Linked DNA regions of Triticum aestivum: region 2 is linked to region 1. The links are chromatin contacts, called in public Hi-C maps. All regions are on one chromosome and are shown on one strand. The core of a region is the stretch at or near the end of the contact, and the rest is flanking DNA. Distances in the headings are between cores, read along the strand shown. Region 1 has its middle 11 kb from the start of LOC123164602. Region 2 has its middle 150 kb from the start of LOC123170280.

Region 1 (7,138 bases), core at 1,143-3,642:
CGTATATATGATGTACAATGGTGGACAACGACCTCGACCATATAAGGAACTAGGAGGTGGGCCCGATACACAATATGCACATAACACATATACTCAACAACGCTCATTTCACTATTGTTTAAACTAGATAATATTGGATATTCCAAAAAAATCACTCTGACCTTATCGCTAATGACTAACAAATACAAAAGATTGCAAATCCCTTTGTGTAATTATTTCCACAGGAAATGGACCTATACATGGAAATATAAAGTGTGGAGATCAAGCCAAGCCAACTGGATGCATCACGGAGGATCCAGGAGAGAAGACGGCGCCTGGTACAAGCACACCCACTCATAAAGTGCTCGTACTAGGTGCGAGCAGCTCCATGGCGTCATCCTTGACACCAATGGCAGAGCTACAAAAAATTTGTTTGGTGGACCAAGATGAAGGAAACACATTTTTTCTCTCTCAAAAGGCCAGCTTTTTCTCTACCCTCCACAGTTTTGGCCATGAGCTAGGCGGGCCATGGCCCATTTGGCCTTGTTGTCCTCCGCCAGTGCCTGACACACTTTATAACAGGCTCGGCCCCATTCATAACAAAACGCCTAGAACATCGCCAACAAGAGCATAGGATCACCATCATCATTCCCAGAAACCCTAGCCGCCACCATCTCCTTAGACATTCTCCCCATAGTTTGCCATACTTGTAATCGATCCATCACATATAGTGACATTGTAAGACTCTATACAATCATTCCTCTTCAATGCCATCTACAATGTTTTCCGTATGTGCTCTGATTGTGATGTGTGAGTAATCCCCTTGGATGATTTGGTCAATTACACTGGGAAGGAGTGGGATGTTGCATCGTTGGAGCATTCCTTCCACAGGAGCGACATGGATGACATCTTGCATGTACCAATTGGAGGGCCGAGGAGGGAGGACTACCCAACCTGGAACCACACTAAGAACGATTTTTTCGTATGATCCATTTACCATCTCTGCATGGATCTCAAGCGGGTGAAGGTGTGTGGCCCCGAGAGATCCTCCTCGGTGTCCGAACACAAAGGCTGGTTGGAGCTATGGGGCTCGGAGGTTCCGACCAAGGCTAAAATTCACACATGGAGGCTCATCCATAACGGGCTAGCGGTGGGAGCAGAGTTGCATAGGCGCCATATTAAGGAGGGTGCTTTTTTCCAGTTTGCGCGCGGGATGAGACAACTCTTCACCGCTTTTGGACATGTCCATATGCTCACCGCTGCTGGTACTTGGTCAACGCAGATAGAGGGGATGATGTATTCTCCCCTCCCACCATTGTGTCTTTGCATCAAGAGTTAAAGAGTTGTCTGCTGGATTGGTTTGCTAAAGCGAGAGAAGCGGATATATGTGTGATGATCATGATGTTATATCACATGTGGCTGTCTAGAAACGCAACTCGGGACAGGAAACTGACTGAGGAAGCGCGTTTACTGGTTGACCGGTTTTGGCGACTGCTAGAGGAGTGGCCCGAAATTCATTCCTCCTCGTTGGTCGTTCAGGGAGGAAAGCTAACGGAGCCTTGGCATCCTCCTGAGCTAGGTTGGCTCAAGGTGAACATTGACGGGGCAATTGCAAAGGTGGATGGCTCAGGCGGCGGGGGAGCGACCGTTCGCGACCATCATGGTATGTTCATGGCAGGCTCATGCCATTTCTTTCCTCTGCCGCTGATTCCATGCATACAGAACTCATGGCGTGCCGGCGAGGAGTCCAGCTTGCGTTGGAAGTTGGCGCCTAAAAGATCATGCTGGAGACAAACAACCAGGGGCGATGCAAGCTCTAAAGCTAAAGGAGTTGGATAGCTCGAGGTACGGCCCTCACCTCGAAGAGGTCAAGGAACTTCTCGCCTCGACGGGTGATTTTCAAGTGTGATAAGCTAGACGCTCTGCCAACCGGGCGGTGCATAATCTAACTAGGAAAGGCTGCCTAAATAAGATGTGTAAGACTTGGTTTACTATTTCTCCGAACTATCTTACCGACATTGTCACGGCTGTAAGTAATAAAGTGTCAGTAATTTTCCCCTAAAAAACTTGTTGAAGGAGAATAGAAAGGTTGAGATCACTCATGTGAACCAAAACAAAATGTTGCGAGCCACTACATGGCTAGTTATGGTTGAAGGGAAATGCGCACTGCAGTATGGTTGCGTTCAGGACCTGATGAGGTGGCGAGTCGTTGTAACGCTGACAATATTTCTGTGAGTTAATAAAATTCCCTTTTGACCTGCCAAAAAAAACCGTACAAACGTTGTCCCTGTTTTTCACGCGCGTTCATGTGGGCTCGACTAGCACCAGCGGAGAGAGATATACCATGAAGGAAGGACGTTGAAGTGTTCAAATGAAGTTGATGGCTATGTGCAAATTCAACGAGAAGACCGCGCACGAGAGCATCTTACGTACGGGACTTGATTTGACGTATCTCATTGTTCATGACCTAACCTGACCAGACGTCCTGCTCCCTAGATTCCTTTCACAGCTAAAAAAAATTACATGTGATAATTCTACAGTTCTACAGGTTGCAATTGGGGGAATCTGGCCTATAGCCCCGAAGGAGCAAATTCCGAATTCTGGTGAAGGATGGTTGCTGCACCCCTTGGCGCTTCACCCTAGCGAGGTTGGTGACATGATTCAGGGTGGACGTAGCGAGCGAGCTTTTCGGCCCGCTCGTGGCCCGCTAAGGACCGGACCGATCGGTCCTGGCCCGCTGAAGAAAAGGGGCGGTCCGGTCCGTGAATAACGGCCCGAAAAACTTTCGGTCCGTTCTGGATTTTGGCCGAGCCGACCGAGCCGACCGAGCGGACCGAGAAGAAAACACAGTCGCCACCGCTGCGTTAGTCGTCGTCGCAGCCACCGGCGACCCTCAGGTGAACCACCATGTCTCCGAGAACCACGGCATCGGCATCGTCCTCCCTGCGCAATAAATTAGTCAAGATCGCAACAAAGACGACACACGCATCAAATTCGTCGACCACGTCCGTCGTCTGCCGCCATCAAATTCGTCGCCGTTGTCGTGTCCCCGGCTACATGCACCAGTAAAGAGGGTGCGGCCTTCCTCCTGCGTGCGCATGCTATGGTCTCCTTGTGCCTCTCCCCGTGATGTTCGCTTGCGTCGGTGCCCACAGAAGCACGGTGGCCATGGCGAGCTGCAGAAGGATACACGCTGCACATGCATCTTCAGCACAGGAGTAACGAAGGGCACCAGCAGACGATCGAGTTGCAAACGCACGCGCGCTACGAAGCAGTACAGGAGCACGACAGTAAGTGTTAAACTCGTCGTGGTTCAGTTTCATCAGAATCTTCAGTATTTTCAGTTTCGTCAGTGTTTTCAGAATCTGCAGTATTTTCAGTTTCGTCAGTATTTTCAGAATCTTCAGTATTTTTAGCAGCGGCATAAGCCCACGACAACACTGGTTGCACGCGGGGGTGATCGTGGCTGCCCGCCCGCACACAGAAAATCTTGGGCCGTTTTCCTTTCCTTTCTTTCCGTCGAACAGAAAATAGAAATAACTAGACAAACGAGGTTCGATCCGTTAATTACGGCGTCATCCCACGACTGACTCCACGTAAAAATTGATCCTCTAATTACGGCAGTCCCGTACGCGTAAAATCGTGGGCTCATGCATGCATTAAATTGCTTGCATGTAACGGAAAAACTATATGGGAGGATTTAAAACCTTCGTACCGATCTAGTCCACGGGAGGAGTATTCCTCCAACGAAAGTGTTGAAGAATTTTTTGTGCAGCTATATGAGCCCACTGCGAGATTTGAAGCACTTGAGCATTGAACAAATTTTGAACGGCAAGTCTCCTGTGGACGCTTTGCATTTCAGGCGTCAAGGTGTCGCCCTCTCGATGGAGGGCTCTTTCTTCTTGCCGGATGACGGCTTGGTCGAGGCTGGAACGATTCTCAAGAACAATGCAGGAGATGTGATCTTTGTTGCATGCCATCTTCTGTTCTTTTGCAATGACGCACTGAAATCGGAGATACATAGGGGATGTCGCTGGCCCTGTGTTCCGATTTTCGGCCGACAAAAAGGGATTTCGGCCATCTCGGCTTGGGGCGGAAAGTATCTTTAGGCCGAAATTGGTCAAATTTGGCAAATTTTGATTAAATTTCAGCCAATTTTTTGAAAATGGCCGAAATTCGGCCATCTCGGCCTAGGCGAAAAAAATCTCAAACCGAAAATCAAAACACAACGCTGGCCCTCCAATGGTCTAATCCACCTATTTTGGTGCAATCAGACTCGGTGGGAGCATTATCATCTCTATCGATGCTACGCTTTCTAAATCACCACATGGTCACCTCATAAATGAAATCAAGCTTCACATGGTAGAGTGGGAGCTTCCCCCGCAAAAAAACTGGTAGTGGGAGTTTGTTCTGTTGGGTTTAGTCCCACATCGGTTGTGGGAGGAGGCATAACACGATTTATAAGGGCGGGGGTGTCCCCTCCTAACAGGCTAGTCTTTTGGGGGGAGAGGGCCTAAGGCCTGTCATAAGTCGGTGTTGCTCTCCGGTTGGGCCTGGTGACACAGGTGGGTCGAAAACGCTGGTGTTAGCGGACCCGGGATTGCGTAACAATTGGTATCAGAGCCCAGGTGCCCGGAATAAATCTCGGTGAACTCACGGGTGGTCGGTCATGGTTAGTGGGCTGGAAACGCTGGTGTTAGCGGGCCCATGGGTGACCGATGTGTGAGGGGAAGATTGTTGGGTTTAGTCCCACCACTAGTACAAAACAGGGCTTTCGTCACAGGGCAATATTCACATTAGTCCCGGTTCAGTCACGAACCAGGACTAATGTGAGCATTGGTCCCGGTTCGTGCGGCTAAGGCATTAGTCCCGGTTCACCTGGGCCCTTTAGTCCCGGTTGGTGCCACGAACCGGGACTAAAGGGTGCGATGCCCATTAGTACCGGTTGATGGCACTAATCGGGACTAAAGGTTAGTCCTTTAGTCCCGGTTGGTGCCACCAACCGATACTAATGGGCTTTGAGGCATTAGTACCGGTTCATGGCACGAACCGGTACTAAAGGGCCCATCAAACTCTACCCCCCCCCCCCCCCGACCGCCTTTTCAGTTTTAGAAAAAACAAAAGAAAATGATGGAAATGTCAAAAAAATAAAATAAAATAAGTTTCCCATGTGATATGTGGTCTATTGTTGGGAAAATTAACAAATATGAATTTCGACTTTATTTGCAAAATCTCTCTGGAATTTCTAAAAATGGGCATAACTTTTGCATACGAACTCGGATGAAAAAGTTTTTTATATGAAAAATCATCTACTCGAAAAGTTACATCCGAATTTAACGGGGCAACCCTGTTAAACATTTTCAAAATCCTCAAAAACCTAATAGAAAAAAGATACGGGGCTTTTAAGATCTGGAGAGGCAAAAAAATTCAAAAAAATTCAAATTATGGTCAAAAAATGGTCAAACTAATTATTCTAGAATATTAGTGTTACTAAATAATTATTTCAGTTTTTTTAATTTTGGTCAAATCTGGTCAAACTGTGGTCAAACAGTGGTCAAACAATGGTCAAACTAATTATTCCAGAAATATTAGTGTTACTAAATAATTATTGTTTTTTAAAACAATAGTTTCAAACTCAAACAGTGAAATGTGTCACTTCATGCTCAAGCTAAATTCCTGAGGGTTAATAGAATTGGCATCTTACTATTGTCAGGAAAACAACAAATGCAGACTTGGAAACGAGGGAGAATAGAACCCGGAAGTTAAGCGTGCTCAGGCTGGAGTAGTGAGAGGATGGGTGGTCCGGGAAGTTAGATGATTTGGAATGATGAAGGGTGATTAGAGAGTAGAGGATAAATTGAGCAGTGATGAGGGGTGGTGATTAGAGATTAGAGGTTAAAATAATTCAGAAATTTGAAAATAAAAAAATTAAAAAAAAATCGCAAAAAAAATTTCAAAAAAAATATCATAAAATTAAAGGTGGAGCTCCAGGCTGCGTCCACGTGGACGGCCTTTAGTCCCGGTTCGTGTAAGAACCGGACTAAAGGGGGGAGGCATTAGTAACGACCCTTTAGTCCCGGTTCAAAAACCGGGACTAAAGGCCCTTACCAACCGGAACAAAAGCCCCCTTTTCTACTAGTGCACATCGGTTGTGGGAGGAGGCATAACACGATTTATAAGGGCGGGGTGTCCCCTCCTAACAGGCTAGTCTTTTGGGGGGAGAGGGCCCAAGGCCTGTCATAAGTCGGTGTTGCTCCCCGGTTGGGCCTGCTGACGCAGGTGAGTCGGAAACGCTGGTGTTAGCAGACCCGGGATTGCGTAACATGTTCCGGTTAAGATAGTTAGATCACAAAATAGGGTTTCACATGGTCTCACTAATTATGCTCGGCTTGCAGCATCGCTTGTTGGTTGAGGCGTTGTCCCCCTTTTTGTGGCCCCCTTTCATTCATGATCTTGTATTAGTAGACTGTAACTCAATTACTATGAAATAAATTTCCTTTTACCCTGCAAAATAATATTAAAATATAGCTTTTGCTAATTCTCAGTTGTCTAAAAGATGGTTAGTTCCGGCGCGACGCCGATGACTATCGGTTGGAAGTTGAGATCGGCGCAAGATTTTTCATATTTTTCTAACCCTAAAGACAAACACTAGTCGAATTTCTGGTATCTGATGAGAAAGAAGAAAGAGATAAGCTTAATTTGAGAAGTGGGTGGTGGAGCTTTTCTTCCATCCATTAGTTTCACTACAGATGCACGGATGCCATCTTGTGATTGGTTTAGGCTAGCCTAGCCTTTAGTTGTTTAATTGTTCATTGTTAATATAGATCAAGAAAGGTACATGGATATCAAGCTCCCAAGTGGCATCTGACATAAAAGCAAGCAAGCATACCAGTTGCATGACATAAGTATTGGTGGGTGGCAGTCACAGTGCCACTTTGGGCTGGAAGCCGGCCGTGTTCACCGGTGCAACTTTACTATGCGGCGGCGCGTGATTTGCACGGCCAAAGTTAAAAGTTGGTTTGGTGTAGCAACACCAACAACATACTAAGAAATATGAAGAAACGGGGCAGAACCAAGACAGCAAGCTCTAGTGCGCAACGAGGCGGAGGAAAGTAACAGGAGCTCTGTTTATTCTTTTCTCTTTAGCACAACACTCTAG
Region 2 (7,329 bases), core at 3,242-5,741, 170 kb before region 1:
CGAATTTAAAAAACAGTTCACTCAAATACATAAAAGTAAGTTTGAGCACAACTGTTAACGCAGCCTAGCTTCAGCCCAGTGGTGAGCATGCTTAATACTCCTGCTGGAGGTGGCAAGTTCGACTCCCTTCAGCCGCGCATCACTCCTGATTTCTTGAAAAAATGAAAAAAGGAACGTTCGCCAGGGATCCGTTCACAGCTAACGATTCCAGAGAGCTGACGTGGAGTTGGCCTTGCGCCAACATCCTTGCGAGGGCAGCGAAGGCGTTCACCAGGATTAGGCTCCTGGCGAACGTTCGCCAAATAGCATTTCCGATTTATTAATATACACATGGGTGGTGATCTATCCAGCTTTCACTTACAGAAACATGCAAACAATCTTCCTTTAATAAGTCCAACGCCAAAGGGTGATCAACGTCAACAGATTGCGAAACATCAATGATATATAAGTGGCCCTGCACAACAGAAGAGGGATATAAGAAAAGGTTTTCTGGAACAATGGTAAGATTAATGGAAAAAAGCTCAATTAACAAGTTTTCATTACCTTAAAATAAAGAATGTTATATTCACTCAAATCGCCATGGACCAGCTTGCACTTTTGATAAAGTGTCCTCATTATCGTAACAATCTGAAAACATGGTGCAGTAAGTACACCCTCCGTTCCTAAATATAGGTCTTTCTAGAGATTTCAACAAATGACTACATACGGAGCAAAATGAGTGAATCTACACTCTAAAATATGTCTATATACATCCGTATGTGATAGTTCATTTGAAATCTCTACAAAGACTTATATTTTGGAACGGAGGGAGTACATGAGAAAACTGAAACAGAAAATGATACACAAATACTGCAATCAATAATGAGAGCTTTCATCTGGCTTGATTCTCTTAACCCAAGTCTAGTGTATGATAAAATCTATAATGACTAACAGTACAGAGAATATTATAATACACATCAGCACTAGAATAAATGGAAGCTTGGGCCTGGGACTACAATGTGAATAAAATATATTTTGCACGAGGACTTGTGGAAATGTAAATGGCCATTATAATAGGAGGAACTACAAAGCCACCTAAAAGAAGTTATGTTTTACAAAACATTGACCATTCTTCTGTCCAGAAAAACTAGACTACTGTAACACGTAGTATTGTAGGACTTCACTAAAATTTTGAAGTGCTTTCGTTGGGGCGTAACCCTCTCAGCGACGCGCCACATCGGAACCCGGGTGTGGTGGAAAATGGGCAAGGGTCGGGCCGTCACCCCCCAGGTGGCGCGCCGTATCTTGATCCGGATACGGTGGCAAGTGAGCAAGGATCGGGTCGTCGCATCCTTAGTGGCGCGCTACATCGGCGCCCGGATGTAGTGGAAAATGAGCAAGGGTCTTCGCATTTGACTCGACGAGTGCGAAGGATAAGGAAACTAGCCGAGCCTAGGAGGATAAGAAAATTGACTGCAATGAAAACAACATTAAGAAGTCGTTATAGCTCAGAAGGTTCTTGTACCATCACGTCATCACCATCCCTTGCAACAAACTATACTCAAATGTGAATTATGATCTACATGTTAAGTTGTATAAAAATATATCGAGTTCCAACTTTGAACCATCCAGTTAGATATCAATACAGCAGGTAATGGTACAGATCCATTTATAGCTATCCAGTTAAGAGAGAAAACTGTTTTGACTTGTCATGTACGAATGTACCTCAAAGTAAGCTTCATGCAGCTTGTCAACCGACAAAGCAGCATCCTTAAGACGAGGAGCAGCCCAACCTCCTTTCCCTGAAGGATAACAAAAGAATTTGTATCAGAACATATATCAACTATAATTTTATCCTGCCAGCAAGATAAGCATGTTTCCAACTAAAAATAAATAACTACAAATATACCAATGCTACATAGGTAAGTTGTGGAATTACCTATGAATTCCATCACCAATACATGAAGCTTCAGGAGCAATGGTGCTGGGCATCGAATTTTAGCTGCTGCCACTCTGTAACGAGGGTAACAAAGAAATAGATGGATTTAAATACTAGAAATTATAGGAGAACAAGAGATTAAGGAGCGATAAGACTTTTTTTTAAAGAAAGGGCAGCCCGGAGCACATAGCTCCCGCTTGTGCAGGGTCCGACCACTTTGGGTCTTTTGTACACAGCCTTTCCCTGCATTTCTCCAAGAGGCTGTTTCCAGGACTCAAACCTGTGACCTCATAGTCACAAGGCAACAGCTTTACCGCTGCGCCAGACCTCCCCCAACTTACTAATTAAACCCCGCAATAGTAGCTTCCTAACTTATACTAGAGTAACAGCAATACGAAATTATGAATAAGGTATGAAAAATATATCCCACCGTTTAAGATTTCTCATTTCCTTTTCAGCCCAGGTCTTAACCATTTTCCGGGGATTATGCTTGCAGTAACCATATCTAAAACGATAATCTCCTTGAACATATCTGTCTCTATCCCTGCAATAAACAAATGTCATTCAAACCTTTTCAGAACAATTCTTTTTAACAAGTACGAAAAGGATAAAGAGCATATCACATGACACAGTACTGCAATATGTTTCAACAAGAATCTATAGGGAGCAACAAACAAGTGTAAAGAATCAAATCTTACTTAAAGACAAGGACAGAGGTTTTATAGATTTTGATTGCTAGCTCCTGGCCATCTATCTTTGTTGCATGATAGACATTTGCCTGCACAGGAAGTGGATTAATGTTGAATATGGAAGTAGATATACCCAATTGGGAAAACAGATAACTGAAACCAGCAGATAGAGCAGAATTCTCTTTATTCTATTTACCGAACAAGGAGCTGTATTTCATTTATTAATGTTCTAATGCTTTTAGGTCTGCAGTAAAGAGAAATACACAGATCGAAGGAAATAGTTCAGTAGCACATGCACTGCATTTTAGTGTTTACCTCTTTTCCTGTAGAAATGCAGCCATTTATATTATTAAAAACACCACTATTCAACATCTTGAACAAAACCATGCGTGTTCTTGGGTCAATGGCCTGCATATAAATGAATTACTTCGCTGATGAAGTTATTAGATAAATGTAAAGTAACCGATACTTCATTAAGCATCAGGAAGAGCATGGTTAATGCTTGTACTCCCTCTGTTCCAAAATTCTTGTCTTATAGATTTGTCTAAATATGGATGTATCAAGTCACGCTTTAGTATTAGATACATCCGTATCTAGACAAATGTAAGACAAGAATTTTGGGACAGAGGGAGTATAAGAGAAGAAACTTCTACCCCTCAGCCGTATATACAAAAGTAAAGATAATTAACGTGGTAGTCATGTCTAACGAAAAACTGCAATCAGGAATCAGGAAAATAATTTAGATAGCATCACCTCAGACAATTTCACTTAAGTAGCCAACATTACTGCAAGAAAAAGAGTTGGTGACTCATGGTGCCATTTAGATCATACATATAGCTGGGAATTAAACAGAGTTCCATAAAAAAGTGCAATAAAAGGCAGAATGGTATGTAAAATGCACTAAAACAAATTCTTAATGACTTAATTTGACTTCTTGTGTATCCAGTACAAGAAGATACTTTCTAACCAAGCAGACTCTTGAAACAAATGCCAGCTCGATTGAAAGGGAGTGGAATGGTACATTAGGATTATGCAAGATTGCAAGTGCAAGCAGACATGTTCCGCTCCAAAAGGCATAGGACAGAATAAAATATCACTTAGCAGAGAGCATGTAAAGACCTGTTCCACCGTAGCACGATCGGCCTTCTCATGGTTCCTATTTTGCCAATTGATGTATCCCTTATGCTGTCCCTGATTGCAGTCGTTACCGAATTTGACATCCCCACGTTCATTCTACCTTCCCACTCCTTATAAATAATACAAAATCCATCACATAAGATATTGAACACAACGTACCATAACACGAGACTGTAGATATCATGCACAAGCAAATAATTCACCACGCTAGGATCTCTAAGGCGAAAAGTTGACGCTGCATACCTCCAAGGGCGTGGCCCGGATGTGGGAGGCGAGCTTCTGCGTGCGATTGGAGAGCGGCTGAAAGGGGCGGGAGAGCACGCCGCCGTGCGCATTCGGCCTCCGCGCCGCTGCCGCGCCTCCGACGGTCGAGAAGGCGGCGGATAGCCGGGCTGAACCATCATGGCTCTCGACGGTGTCGAGCCAGTCCAGGCCGTCGCCCACTTCGGAGTCGGAGACATCTTCCGAGACGTCGGACTCGGACCACTCGTCCGCAAGGTCGAGCTCGACGTGCACCATCTTCGACGACAGAATGCTCGTCGTTCACCGAGATCTGTGCCTTGATGCTCTTCGCGAGCCACCGCCCACGCGCAGAGTCGCCGCCGCACCCCGCGCGCTGATCCGCTGCTCTTGCGGCCGCCCCGTTGTCGCGCCGTCGCGCCGTTGCCTTCTCTTGCTCGCCTGTGCCTGCGCTGTGGGCGGTGTGGCGGCTGGGATGGGGGGATGAGATTTCGGTAGTTAGGGTTCGATTTGTGGCTAGGGCCGTGCCTGGCGTGACGCATACCCGGCACGGCACGTGGCTAAACGCACGCCTGGGCCAGGCCCGCGTTTATTTTATTTATATCTATCTTTATTTTTATCTTTAACTTTACCTAATTAATTAATTAATTGGTTAATATTATAATTATAATAATAATCTTTATCTTTACCTATAATAATAAAGCGTCTATGGCTTCTGCCCGTTCACTCGTCGCAGTCGTTTTGCAAATAGGCCCTCCTATTTTTCAGCAATTGCACCCGCGGTCCCTCTTCAAGTGATATCTGGGAAATCGCTTCGATTTTACAAATTGACCCCTGAATTTATTAGAATTCGACCCTAGCTCCTATCCTCTATCTTATCCAGACGCTCCGTCTGGAATGCCCTTCCCGCCGTTCCTCCCGCCGCATGGCCTTCGCCGGCCCTCCGCCACGCAGTGGTGCGCCCGAGCTTGGGAGCGCCGCTGCTGCGTCCGCGCTGGTCCTGGATCCTAGACGGCGAGCCTCCCCGACCTTTGATCCCCTCGCTTCAACGGCGGTGGCACCCGTCCTTAATATTGACAGCCCGATTCCGGCCAACTCCGACGCCTTCCCCGGTCTGCCGCTCATGGGAACGGATCACTTCGCGCCCCCTACTGATTCTCCCTGTAGCCGGCCTTCCTCGCCACCCCGGCGAGCCGCTTGGCCACCGAGGAGACGAGTTGCGCCGCCCGTGAGCACCTCTCCTGATTCCTCTCTTCCCTCTCCCGCATCGGCCGCGCGAGTAGGAGCACGCCGCCTGCCGCGTGCCGTCGGCCATGGATGCGGCCTAGAACTACTACCGCCCCTGCCCTGCCGTGCGCCGACGGCCATGGACCAGTTGCGCGAGGAGGAGCACGCCACGGCGGCCGCGCATGAATGCGGCCGAGAACTGCTGCCGCCCCTGAACTGCAGCCGCGACGCGCCGCACCTGTCGTGCGCCCCTGTCCTGGGCATGATGCTGCTGCCGCTCGGTGCTGCCGCTGGGTCGTGCTGCTGCTCGCCTCTCCGGTCCGCCGGTGCCTCCCGCTCGGGCGGCGTCCCGGGCTGACGGGGACGCGCAGCGTGCGTCCGAGCTGCTGCTCGCATCGCGTCGCGACCGCTGCTGGACCCGAGGGAGCAGCCGGCTGCGCGCGTCCGGGGGAGCGCCCGAGCAGCTCGCGTTCGAGCTGACGGCTGTGTGCGCGCCCAAGGGAGCAGCTACCCAGTGCAGCGGCATCAGCTACCCAATGAATGCCCACAACTTTTGTTTATTAGGTTCGTAATGTTTTTGCAACAGTTTTTCTCATTGAGCTTTGTTCCTTAGCTATGGAATTTTGCATAATAATTTGGAATATTCTTGCAGTTTTTTGTCTATTGCTGGTTGGTGTAATCTGCAAGAAAGTGACAGAATAGTCTATTTATCAAGTATATGAAAGTCTGAAGTCCCTTTTGAACAAAAGGTTGATCATAAGCGAACCATGTTGGATCCAAACAATTTCATTGTTCAGGATACGCCTAAGGAACTTCGAGCTGAATGGATTGATGCAGAAGACATTCCAACTGCCAGTGAGCAGCTTGTGCAGAAGAATAAGAAATAGAAAACTTCACCCAGGGACACTGCCGGTTCAAGATGAGCATGAAGCTGATACCAAACTACTGTCTCAAGATACTCCCTCTGTTGACAGTCCGAATGTTGTTAATGATAACGCTGCAATTGAAGTTCCTCCTTGACAAGCTGACAAGATAGATAGCACAATTTCTCCGACGTAATCAAGCCCAACAACGGCATGAACAAAAGGATGAGTTTTTCCTGAACTTCTTATATACCATTGATTTATCATCATATTTTTCATGTTGATTGGGTTATCAAAGTACCTCTATTTTCTCATTCCAATTTGTCACTTGGCAGGTTCTATAGGCTTAACAAGGATTATTGTGTTTCAGCTTTTATAGATTATATACACTGTAGAGGTTATCCCATATGATTTACACGGATTTATAGAACATCAGTCTAATTTAGAGGCTATGTGTAGTGCAAAGGAAACTCTGGACTGAAGCAGCCATTGCCCTGTTCTTTTATATATGTGTCTGAACTCTGGACTGAAGCAGCCTATGTTGACAAGTAATCGGCACAGCAATAGATGGACCCGTGTCCGCAGCCCCATGGACGATATTGCTCTCTCCAACGAAGACCGGCAAAGGTGCGTTTAACATCGAGTACCTTAATTTAGGTCATGATGTGAGAGTACACTGGCTGATGCACCCTTACAAAAATCTGGATGCTCTTGCACTTTTGGTTTTATTAGCAAATTGTTCATGAAAATATGGACGTTGTATATGTAAAGATACACTTTTTACTTGACAAGCGAAATGAAATATGAGGTTCAGGCTAAATTTCTGATGCCATTTTCCCATGATGCCCTGCATTTTGATGATGAGAATGTCGGTCATACTAATACGTGGAGCAAAGCAAGTTACCTTTTAATGTTTTAGTGTATTTCCCCATGATTAGAACATGCTCGTTCATGACTTTATTTCTTGGTTTAGTGTTTAAAAAGCTAACCTCAGTGAGTATTCAGAAAAGATTGAAGCACTAGCTGCCGTACTCACTACTTCAGTGGTACGTTTTATGCTGTCGATTCATATTTGTATTGATATGCTGAATTCGTCCACCAAAACCTAAATACGACTATGCCATATTTATCCCCAGACTCATTATTTGAACTGATCTCTCATACCAGTACATGTCAACGTTACTTAGTTGTGTAGCTTCTAGATACACTTCCATTACTATCTTTTTTAGGCAGCTAGAAAATGAACATCCGCATT

What was found. Hi-C and Micro-C count contacts between places; a contact is called where the count stands out from the background.
Region 2: a Hi-C map of leaf shows a contact between it and region 1, with 3 times the contacts expected there. The contact joins two enhancer-like sites. A contact is called at or near these places in 2 of 5 Hi-C or Micro-C datasets (both in leaf).

The regions. Positions count from the first base shown.
Region 1 is chr7D:406,166,670-406,173,807 of IWGSC CS RefSeq v2.1, reverse strand. No RefSeq gene overlaps it. Among protein-coding and RNA genes, the nearest start is that of LOC123164602, 11 kb to the right of the region's middle. Within about 2 kb of position 2,392, at least 1 of the 8 cell types and tissues checked has an H3K27ac peak or open chromatin away from gene starts, as enhancers often do. A contact at or near this core is called in leaf, where this site is marked.
Region 2 is chr7D:406,333,958-406,341,286 of IWGSC CS RefSeq v2.1, reverse strand. It overlaps the pseudogene LOC123168102. Among protein-coding and RNA genes, the nearest start is that of LOC123170280, 150 kb to the left of the region's middle. Within about 2 kb of position 4,491, at least 8 of the 8 cell types and tissues checked have an H3K27ac peak or open chromatin away from gene starts, as enhancers often do. A contact at or near this core is called in leaf, where this site is marked.